Regions from separate parts of the Sus scrofa genome. Here region 2 is linked to region 1. A link is a contact called in public HiChIP or PLAC-seq data. All regions are on one chromosome and are shown on one strand. The core of a region is the stretch at or near the end of the contact, and the rest is flanking DNA. Distances in the headings are between cores, read along the strand shown. Region 1 holds the start of HELB (DNA helicase B). Region 2 overlaps GRIP1 (glutamate receptor-interacting protein 1).

Region 1 (4,230 bases), core at 1,154-3,653:
TGCATACACACAACACTCTTTGAATTGTTTTGTGTCTTGTTTTTTTTCTTATTTAACATACTGGAAAGTCTCCCTATCAGTTTGTAAAGGTATTCCTCATTCTTCTTTCTTAAAATTGCTGAAGAATAAGCCATCGTGCAGATGTACCATAGTTTATTCAATAAGCCTCTTAATGATGCACATTTCTACTGTTTCCAATCCTTTGCTACCACAAAAGTTAAGAACCATATGACTTTGTTGTCCTGTATTTGTAGAAATGTAGCTTCAGTATAAATTTAGCAATCTCATATTTAGAAACATCCCAAGTGTTTCTGATGAACAGCTAGGTTTGGGTATTGTTGCTTACTCTGTAAGTAAAAATGGTATCCAGAAACCTAGAATTGTTAACATTTTTAAAAAAATCAGGAATCACCAGGTAAAGAAGCCAAGTTCTCATCATCCTGAATCTTAACCTACACGACCTAGTAGAATGCAGTGGAGTTATATGAACAAAAGCTTGATATCTAGAGTTTTGTTCCCACACCATCCTGTTGGTAACAAGGTTATCTTAGGTATAAACACATAAATGACCCACATATGGGTAGCAAGTAACTTTTAGTTTGGATATACTAAGTCTGAAGTAGCCAAGGAGCATCCAGTCCTGGCATCTAATAGGCAGTTGTTTGCACAGGTTTAGAGATTAGATAAGGGGTCATTAGCATGTAGGTGACAGATGGATGATTGAAGGAATGATTACAGGGTGAAAACATTCTTAGGATGGAACGCTGAGGAATATCAGTCTTTAAGAGGTCAGTAGAGGAGCCCAAAGAAACTGTAAGTGTCCAGAGAGGTAGGAAGAAACCTGAGAAGATGAGTCATGAAACCCAGGGAACAGAGTATTACAAGAAGAAAATAGTTAGTGTCAAATGCTGTTGAGAGCTGCAGCAAGACAAAAGCAGAAGGGTATCCAGTGGACTTAGTAACAGAGACAAGTGGTGAGACATTTGTCAGAGCAGATTCCATGTTGTGGTGGCAACAGGAGCCATCGCCACTGTTAAGGAAGGTGACCTTCAACTTCAGAGGAAAAATCCTTGGAAACACTGATGCAAAGGAGAGTTTTTCTCAAAGAAACATAAATTGACATTTGTACCCAAAGGGGGAAAAAATCAATTTTAGTATTTTCTCATGTACATTTTTTAAAAAAGGAACAAAAGCACCTTAAGAAGCACCTTAAGAAAAAAAAAAAAAAAACCTGAAGCATAGTTGATTTACAGTTGTGTTGGTTTCAGGTGCCCTAAGTTTAAAGAAAAATCTTTGGTAGTGGCTGTTGTTTATCTATATTAGAATCTAGAATAAGGTGCTTTGGATTTAGCAGTGTATGTATATTTATTTTAGGTTTATTATTGAGTAATTTCATAATAAATAGCGTTAAAATAGTAATGTAGCAATATATTCTATGGTGTTCCTCAAAGAATACCATGACTTTCAAGTGTGGGAACCATGGCTCCAGAATAACTTTTTATATTATTTTTTGCTGAACCGAAGCATGCAGCAGTTCCCAGGCCAGCGATGGAACCGGAGTCACAGCAGTGAGCGGAGACACAGCAATGACAACCCCGGATCCTTAATCCACTGTGCCACCAGGGAACTTTCCGGTATAACTTTTTAAACCACTTCTACTTGTCTTCTTCCTTTCCTGTCTGTACCCTGGGCTGTTTAGTAGACACACTTTTTTGCCTGACTGTGAGTAGGCAGCAGCCCAACTTGAATAAGTTTGGGCGGCCAGACTGTACTCACAGATGAAATGATAAAGAGGATTTAGAAAGTCATCTTGTCCAGTGCTTTCCAAACCTGGCAGAGCATCAAAATGGACAACTCGAAATATGCGTTAAAACAATCCTGGGTCCCTGTCCTAGATCCCCATACAATGGATATGCAATGGGACCTGAGATCTGTATCTTGATTAAAAGGCCTTTGATCATATAAATTTAATTCCTGAAAGAAATAGTGGCCCAAAGCAGTCACGGCTGGACAGATCTCCCGACGGAGATTCGCGGTTCTCCTCTTTAGAATGCGGCGGAAGGGCATTTGGATTTTTGTTTTGGAGTCGTCGGGAAGGGCTTGCTTTTCCGGGCTTTCTAGGCTCGCTAGATTGGTCTTCTCTCGCGGTTCTCTCTACGCAGGACACGCGGTGCGATAGCGGATCCACAAGCGTCACCTGGGCCGCTGCCCAATTAGTTTCTTCCAAGAACCTGGCGAAGCCTTAGGCAAGGCTGCGGGGCGGAGCCAAGAGAAAGAGCCCCTCCTTCTCTGCCCCGCCCCCTTCTCTGCCTCGCCCTCGCCCTGCTCCATCCTATGCCCATCCTCCGCTGGAGGCTTGGGGCGGAGCTTAGACACCGCCCCATCCACTCGGCGCAAGCCAGCCGCGGGGGGAGGGGAAGCGTTCGGGAAAGCTGTTCGTCTTCTTTTAAAAATATATTTCAGGTGTGCAGCATCAGAGTTCAACATATTTGCACACTGCAGCGTAGTCACCACCTCAAGTCTCTAGCTTCCATCCATTCGTATACATTTAACCCACTTCATGCATTTCACCCACCCCCCTGGAAGCTGATGGTCCTGCGGTCGCAGAGCTGATTGGCTGATCTTGGGCGTCTACGCCGCCCGGTTTTCCGGAATTTGGGTTGAGCTGGGGAAAATCGAGTATGGCCTCGTTTAGTCAGCGTGTCTTGTTGAGTCAGCCCTTGCGCGAGCTGCAGGGACCTCTGCTCCCACCCAAGGACCTGCTGGAGGCGGAAGATGATTATCTGAGGGAGGATGTGGAGGATGATGAAGACACGGTGTTTGTCGATGCTGAGGAACTCTGCAGTGGGGGCATAAAGGCTGGCAGCCTTCCCGGGCGGCTCCGTGGTAAGGACGCAACTCGCCCCGGGGAATGGGATTGGAGGATGAGTGAACTGTTTACTAATACGACCTCCACCTAAGTAAGGCGCCCCCTCGCTGCTAACAGGCTTGTTTTGAGATGGTCTAGGTGTTTCGTCTTGTGTAGGCTAAAATTAACAGTAACAGCAATAATAGTAACAGTGGCTTGAGCAAGTACTCTGTGTTAAGCTTGGGCTCCACGTGCATCTCATTTAGTTCACAACTTTTTGAGGTAGTTTCATAGTCAAGAAAACAATGGATATCCAGCCAGTATTCACACTCAGAATCAGGGCTTTTAACTATTTCCCTGTCTTTTCTGGAGTCGAATACGTGGTTATTTTTCAGCTATTTAGACATACACAAGAAACACGTGAAGGCACTGTTAATTCATTAACCTTGTCTTAACCTTGTGATCTGTGTTTACCTTGTATAGTTTCCTGTCCTATGAATTACACCTACTGTGTGTACCTCGTGACTGATGTTTAAGAATGTTTGAATGTTCAGACCAGAACTGTCAGTACAATTTTCTGTGGCGATGGTATTGCTTTATATTAAACTACCCTCTGCAGTAGCTGCTAGCCAGGTGTAGCTGAGAACTTCAGATGCAGCTTGTGCACCTGAGGAGCTGAATGTTAAAATTTAATTGATTTAAGTTTAAGTAGTTATATGTGAGTGGATCGCACGGGTTTAGACAGAACGTTTTTAAGTATATGTGGAGGGTTTAGTCATTTATCCTAAAGCTGTTAGTGACTGGCTACCACATTCAAGCAGTGTGTTTGTTGCTAGGATATTCTGTAGAGATTAGGTGGAGATTGCTGTCTTAATGGAGTTTACCCTCTCCTGAGTTAAACAGACATTTGGTAAATAATCACAGGAGAGGGAGTTCCCCTTATGACTCAGTAGGTTAAGAACAGGACTAGTATCCTTAAGGATGTGGGTTCTAGTTCTGGCCTCGCTCAGTGGGTTGAGGATCCTGCATTGCCTTGAGCTGTGGTGTTCCAGATGCAGCTGGGCTCCCCCATCGCCGTGGCTGTGGCATAAGCTGGCAGCTGCAGCTCCCATTCAACCCCGTGCCTGGGAACTTCCATATGCTGCAGGTGCGGCCCTAAAAAAAAAAAAAATCACTGAAGTAACTATATTATTACTTAGTGCTTAGAAGGAATAGTATGTAGTGCTGTGAGAAGCTATATTCATGAGATTCAGGGAAGGCTTTCCTGAGGAAGTAACAATTAAGCTGAGGTCTGCAGTAAATGCGGTAAATAGTAAGGAAGAAAATATTTAAGGCAGGTGAAATAGCTTCTGCGAAGGCCCTGTGGTGGGAGGGACCATGTG
Region 2 (4,697 bases), core at 1,935-4,434, 110 kb after region 1:
TTTTGCTTTTTAGAGCCACACTAGCGGCATGTGGAGATTCCCAGTCTAGAAGTCAAATCAGAGCTGCAGCTGCTGGCCTACACCACAGCCACAGCAATGCGGGATCTGAGCCACGTCTGCAACCTACACCACAGCTCATGGCAATGCCAGATCCTTAATCCACTGAGTGAGGCCAGGGATCAAACCTGCAACCTCATGGTTCCTAGTCAGATTCGTTTCTGCTGTGCCATGACAGGAACTCCAACAGGGACAGTTTTAATTAGGCAGCTGAGACTTTACAATAACAAAAGACAATTGTTTGGTTGCTCCATGAGTTTAAATAGTGATGAGATGCAAATCAAGAAAATGATAGTATATTAATGAAGTGATGCTAAATGTAGCTGATTTCTGATTTCTTCAACAAATAAACTTTGAAAAATAAAGACCATAAAGAGTGGATTTAGAAGACATAATAACCCAAAGCAATGACTATATCCTTTTGGATCCTAATTCAAACCAATTGTTGTTTTTTTTTGTTTGTTTGTTTTTGGCTGCACCCTTGGCCCTGGGGATGTTCCTGGGCCAGGGATCGAACTCGTGTCACAGCAGTGACAATGCCAGGTCCTTAACCTGCTGAGCCACCAGGGAACTCCCAAACCAACTGTTTAAAAACCTATCTATCTACCCAGGTATATGTAAATCAGGGAGGTGGGAACATTGAGTAAATATTTGAAGATGTTAAGAATGACTGCTATGAGTTCCCTGGTGGTTCGGTGGGTTAAAGACCTGGGGTTGTCACTGCTGTGGCTCAGGTCGCTGCTGTGGTGTGGGTTTGATCCCTGGCCTGGAAACTTCTGCAAGCTGTGGGCACAGCCAAAAAGAAAAAAAAATGTTGCTAATATTTTAAACCATGATGATATTTAGTTATGTATTTTGGAAGACTCTTATAAGAGTATTGTTTATTTGTAGGAATATTCATATTTGTAAGATGGAATATGTCTAAGAATTCTTCAAAACAATTCAGTGTGTGGTGGGGTAGGGCAACTCAGGTGGGAGCAGAGCTGAAGCAAGACTGATCCTAAGTTGGCAGTTGTTGATGCTACGTGATATAGGATGGTTCATTACACTGTCTTTCTCTCTCTCTCTCTCTCTTTTTTTTTTTTTTTTTTTGCCCATTTAGGGCTGCACCCAGGGTAGAGGTTGAATCAGAGCTGTAGCTGCTGGCCTACACCACAGCCATAGCAATACCAGACCCAAGTTGCATCTACGACCTATACCACAGCTCATGGCAACGCTGGATCCTTAACTGCGAGGCCAGGGATTGAACCTGCGTCCTCATGGATGCCAGTCAGATTCACTACTGCTGAGCCATGATGGGAACTCCCTGTCTCTTTTTAAAAATATATTTTCACAGTAATATTTTTAAGAGAGAAAAATATTTTTGGCTATGCCCATGGCATGCCAAAGTTCCCAGGACAGGGACTGAACCTGCACCACTGCAGTGACCCAAGCCACAGTAATGACAATGCCTGGTTCTCAACCTGCTAGGCCACCAGGAAACTCCAAAAAGAAAAAATATTAATTCCTTTAGAAAACCCCATGGGCAGGCCTGGAGTAAAGAGACATTTAATTAGTCTGGCTTCCTTACTCAGAGATGATGGTGGAGGTAGCTGTCTGTACACAGTCTCATCCAGACCTGATGGCCCATCTGCCACCAGGAAGGGTTCCAGGAGCATCCTGCTGCCATGTACTCTGGAGGAGGCCCCATCTCCACCCAGCCCAGTTTCCACAGCAATGGTTTCCTCCTAAATTGTTTTCCTACTTGGGACCCAGCTTCTGTCCCTCTCCCCTCTATCTATTTTCACTCGTCCTGGCAACATTTAATTCCTTCTCTTTTCTTCCCAGAACTTTTTAAAAGCATACCTCTGAATATGCTCCTCTCTTCCTTGAAGCTTTTCAATAGTTCCCCAATCCCTGAAGAATAAAACACAACCCCTTGGGCAGGAACTGGACTGGAGCCCCTCTGTTTCCAGAGGTTCCCGCCAACCTTTCCCATCCCAACCTTATCTCCAAACTTCTCTCCCCACTGAACCTCCTGTGGCTCCTTTAAAAGCATTCTTTACACATCGTTTTTTTTGTTTGTTTTTTGTGCATTTTAGGGCCACACCTGCAGAATGGGGAAGTTCCCAGGCTAGGGGTCGAATCAGAGCTGCAGCTGCCGGCCTACACCACAGCCACAGCAATGTGGGATCCGAGCCGCGTCTGCGATCTACACCACAGCTCACAGGCAACGCCGGATTCCTGATGAGGATCAAACCTGCATCCTCATGGATACTAGTTGGATTCCTTTCCACTGCGCCACATGGGAACTCCGTCTTCACACATTTTTAACCTTGCGCTTGTTATAAGCATCTTTCTTCGCCTGGATAATTTCTCCTCTCGTGTTAGAACTTGGCTCAGATGTCTTATCTTTCAGAAAGCCTTCCTGGATCTTTAGCTAAAGCCTTTCCTATGAGATCCTACAGCTCCCAGGGTATCCTTCCTGCATTACTCTTAAAAAACTGTTGCCTCCTCTTCTCCTGTTGAGGAGAAAAATTAAATTTAAACTCTCCCTAATGAGAGAAATTAAATATGAAGAAATACGATTCGGTTGAGTAGGGCTGAGCTTTGGAGAGTCACAAACTGCTGCAATATAATATCTAAGATTCTTTTCTCCCCAAGAACCAATTTCTGCACCCACTGGGAATGCCTCCTCTAGTATATGCTTTGTACTCTATGCTTAAATTGTGTCTCCTTCTTTAGAATAGGATCACCTTGAAAACTGAGATTTTTATCTTCACCTCCCCAGAGCCTCGCTGCAAGGAGACGACAGTAAATGCCTAAACAAACGAGCGAAAGGACGAATGAATGTTAGCCTGACGTCACTGGTTCCGAGCTGTGTGAGTCACCCAACCTGCTACTACAGAGTCTAGTTGAGGTGGATGCAAACCCACTCAGGCTCATCCAAAGAGAGAATAACGCCTAGGCTGATGCGGTGGCAACCGTCAACCTAGAATATCCTCCCTCCACAGCTCCGAGAGGGTCTGCGTCAGCATCAGGCTGCGCATCCAATTCCATCTGCCTTCCTGGGCGTCAGCCCAGCTGGCAGCTGTGAGACTCTGCAGCTCCCCAGGAAGGTGGTAACTGCTGTTTACACTCAGACCATTTTGGAGGTGGAAGCGCTCCAAGACTCTCTCTCCTAGAGGCTGCACCAGCTCAGAAAGGAGCCACGGGAGTGCTGAACCGGAACAGAAAGTTTTCTGAGAGGGAAAGAGGCAGGATCACCAGTCTGTTTCGAAGTGAGCCTACACAGATGTTAATGATATTATAAACGGCTTCTAGATGGCCACAGAAGGTTTACCACTATTAATGAAAGACAAGACAGGGGGCCAGCCACCGTGTTTGTGCTGCTCGGCTCTAGTTAAGGAAATGAATGGCACCACGGCACAGATGCAGAATGGCAGCATTACTTATCTGCAATGTTATTTTCGGGCGTCTTGAGTGTTTAGCAAAATGAACGCTTTCTGGCTTGAATCCATAACGGCAGCTGCTTCTGTGGCCCGATCGGAGGCTCGGATTGGGGAGAGGGCCTCGGGAATGCATAAAATGGACAGGTCAATCAAAGTTCACTTCAACTCACAGTGACGGAATTCATGTCACAGAGTATGGCTCCATTTTTTGGAAGAGGACAGGCCTGAGAAAATACACCATTTACAACAATACCCTCTATGGCTTCCTTCCTCTTGCGTGGTCTTTTGACCCAGGCCGATTCAAAATAATGTTCCAAGGAGTTGTTAAGGGTTTAAGAGTAAAATTTGCAGCTCTTTATGTAAGTGATCATTTGTAAGGTTCCAAGTTAGGCTGCCTTGTGCCAGTGCTTGTCCAAGTGTAGTCTGGGGACTGGTAATGTCAGCAGTATCTGAGAACTTGTTAGAAATGCCCAACCTGGAGTTCCCGTCGTGGCGCAGTGGTTAACGAATCCGACTAGGAACCATGAGGTTGCGGGTTCGATCCCTGGCCTTGCTCAGTGGGTTAAGGATCCGGCATTGCCGTGAGCTGTGGTGTAGGTTGCATACGCGGCTCGGATCCCGCGTTGCTGTGGCTCTGGCATAGGCTGGTGGCTACAGCTCTGATTCGACCCCTAGCCTGGGAACCTCCATATGCCGTGGGAGCGGCCCAAGAAATAGCACAAAGACAAAACAAAAACAAAAACAAAAACAAACAAAAACCAAACAAAAAAAACCAAACAAAAAAAGAAATGCCCAACCTTAGCCCCATCGCAGACCCACTGGGATCTGAAACTCTGGGGAAGGGGCCCAGTCATCAGGGTTTTAACAAGCCCTCTGGTTGACTGTGATACTGATTTGCATTTGAAAGTCATTACCACTTTGAGATAAAGCAGGAAAAAAAAAAGTCATTTTAAAAAATCTCTCATAGTTTCTTCTTGCATCCAGCCTCTTGCTAAAACAACCCCTACCTCTGCTTCTAGCACAGCCAGGATCATTCTCAGTTGCTTTTTTTTTTTTTTTTTTGTCTTTTTGCTATTTCTTGGGCTGCTCCTGCGGCATATGGCGGTTCCCAGGCTACGGGTCCAGTTGGGGTTGTAGCCACCAGCCTATGCCAGAGCCACAGCAACGTGGGATCCGAGCTGCGTCTGGAACCTACACCACAGCTCACGG

The links. HiChIP or PLAC-seq counts read pairs in DNA pulled down with a chosen protein or histone mark.
Region 2: a contact with region 1 is called in an H3K27ac HiChIP or PLAC-seq map of skeletal muscle. The contact joins the enhancer-like site here to the promoter of HELB in region 1. A contact is called at or near these places in 1 of 5 promoter capture datasets (liver), 4 of 47 Hi-C or Micro-C datasets (alveolar macrophages, blood, fetal liver and 1 more) and 1 of 2 datasets of contacts at active chromatin or transcription factors (skeletal muscle).

What each region holds. Positions count from the first base shown.
Region 1 is chr5:30,642,975-30,647,204 of Sscrofa11.1, forward strand. It overlaps HELB (DNA helicase B), which reads left to right and starts at 2,404. Exons shown (of 13, transcript XM_003126364.4): 1 at 2,404-2,886. The coding sequence starts at 2,682.
Region 2 is chr5:30,755,142-30,759,838 of Sscrofa11.1, forward strand. The region is part of intron 15 of GRIP1 (glutamate receptor-interacting protein 1); the gene reads right to left. Among named protein-coding and RNA genes, the nearest start is that of HELB, 110 kb to the left of the region's middle. Within about 2 kb of position 3,185, at least 8 of the 83 cell types and tissues checked have an H3K27ac peak or open chromatin away from gene starts, as enhancers often do. A contact at or near this core is called in skeletal muscle, where this site is marked.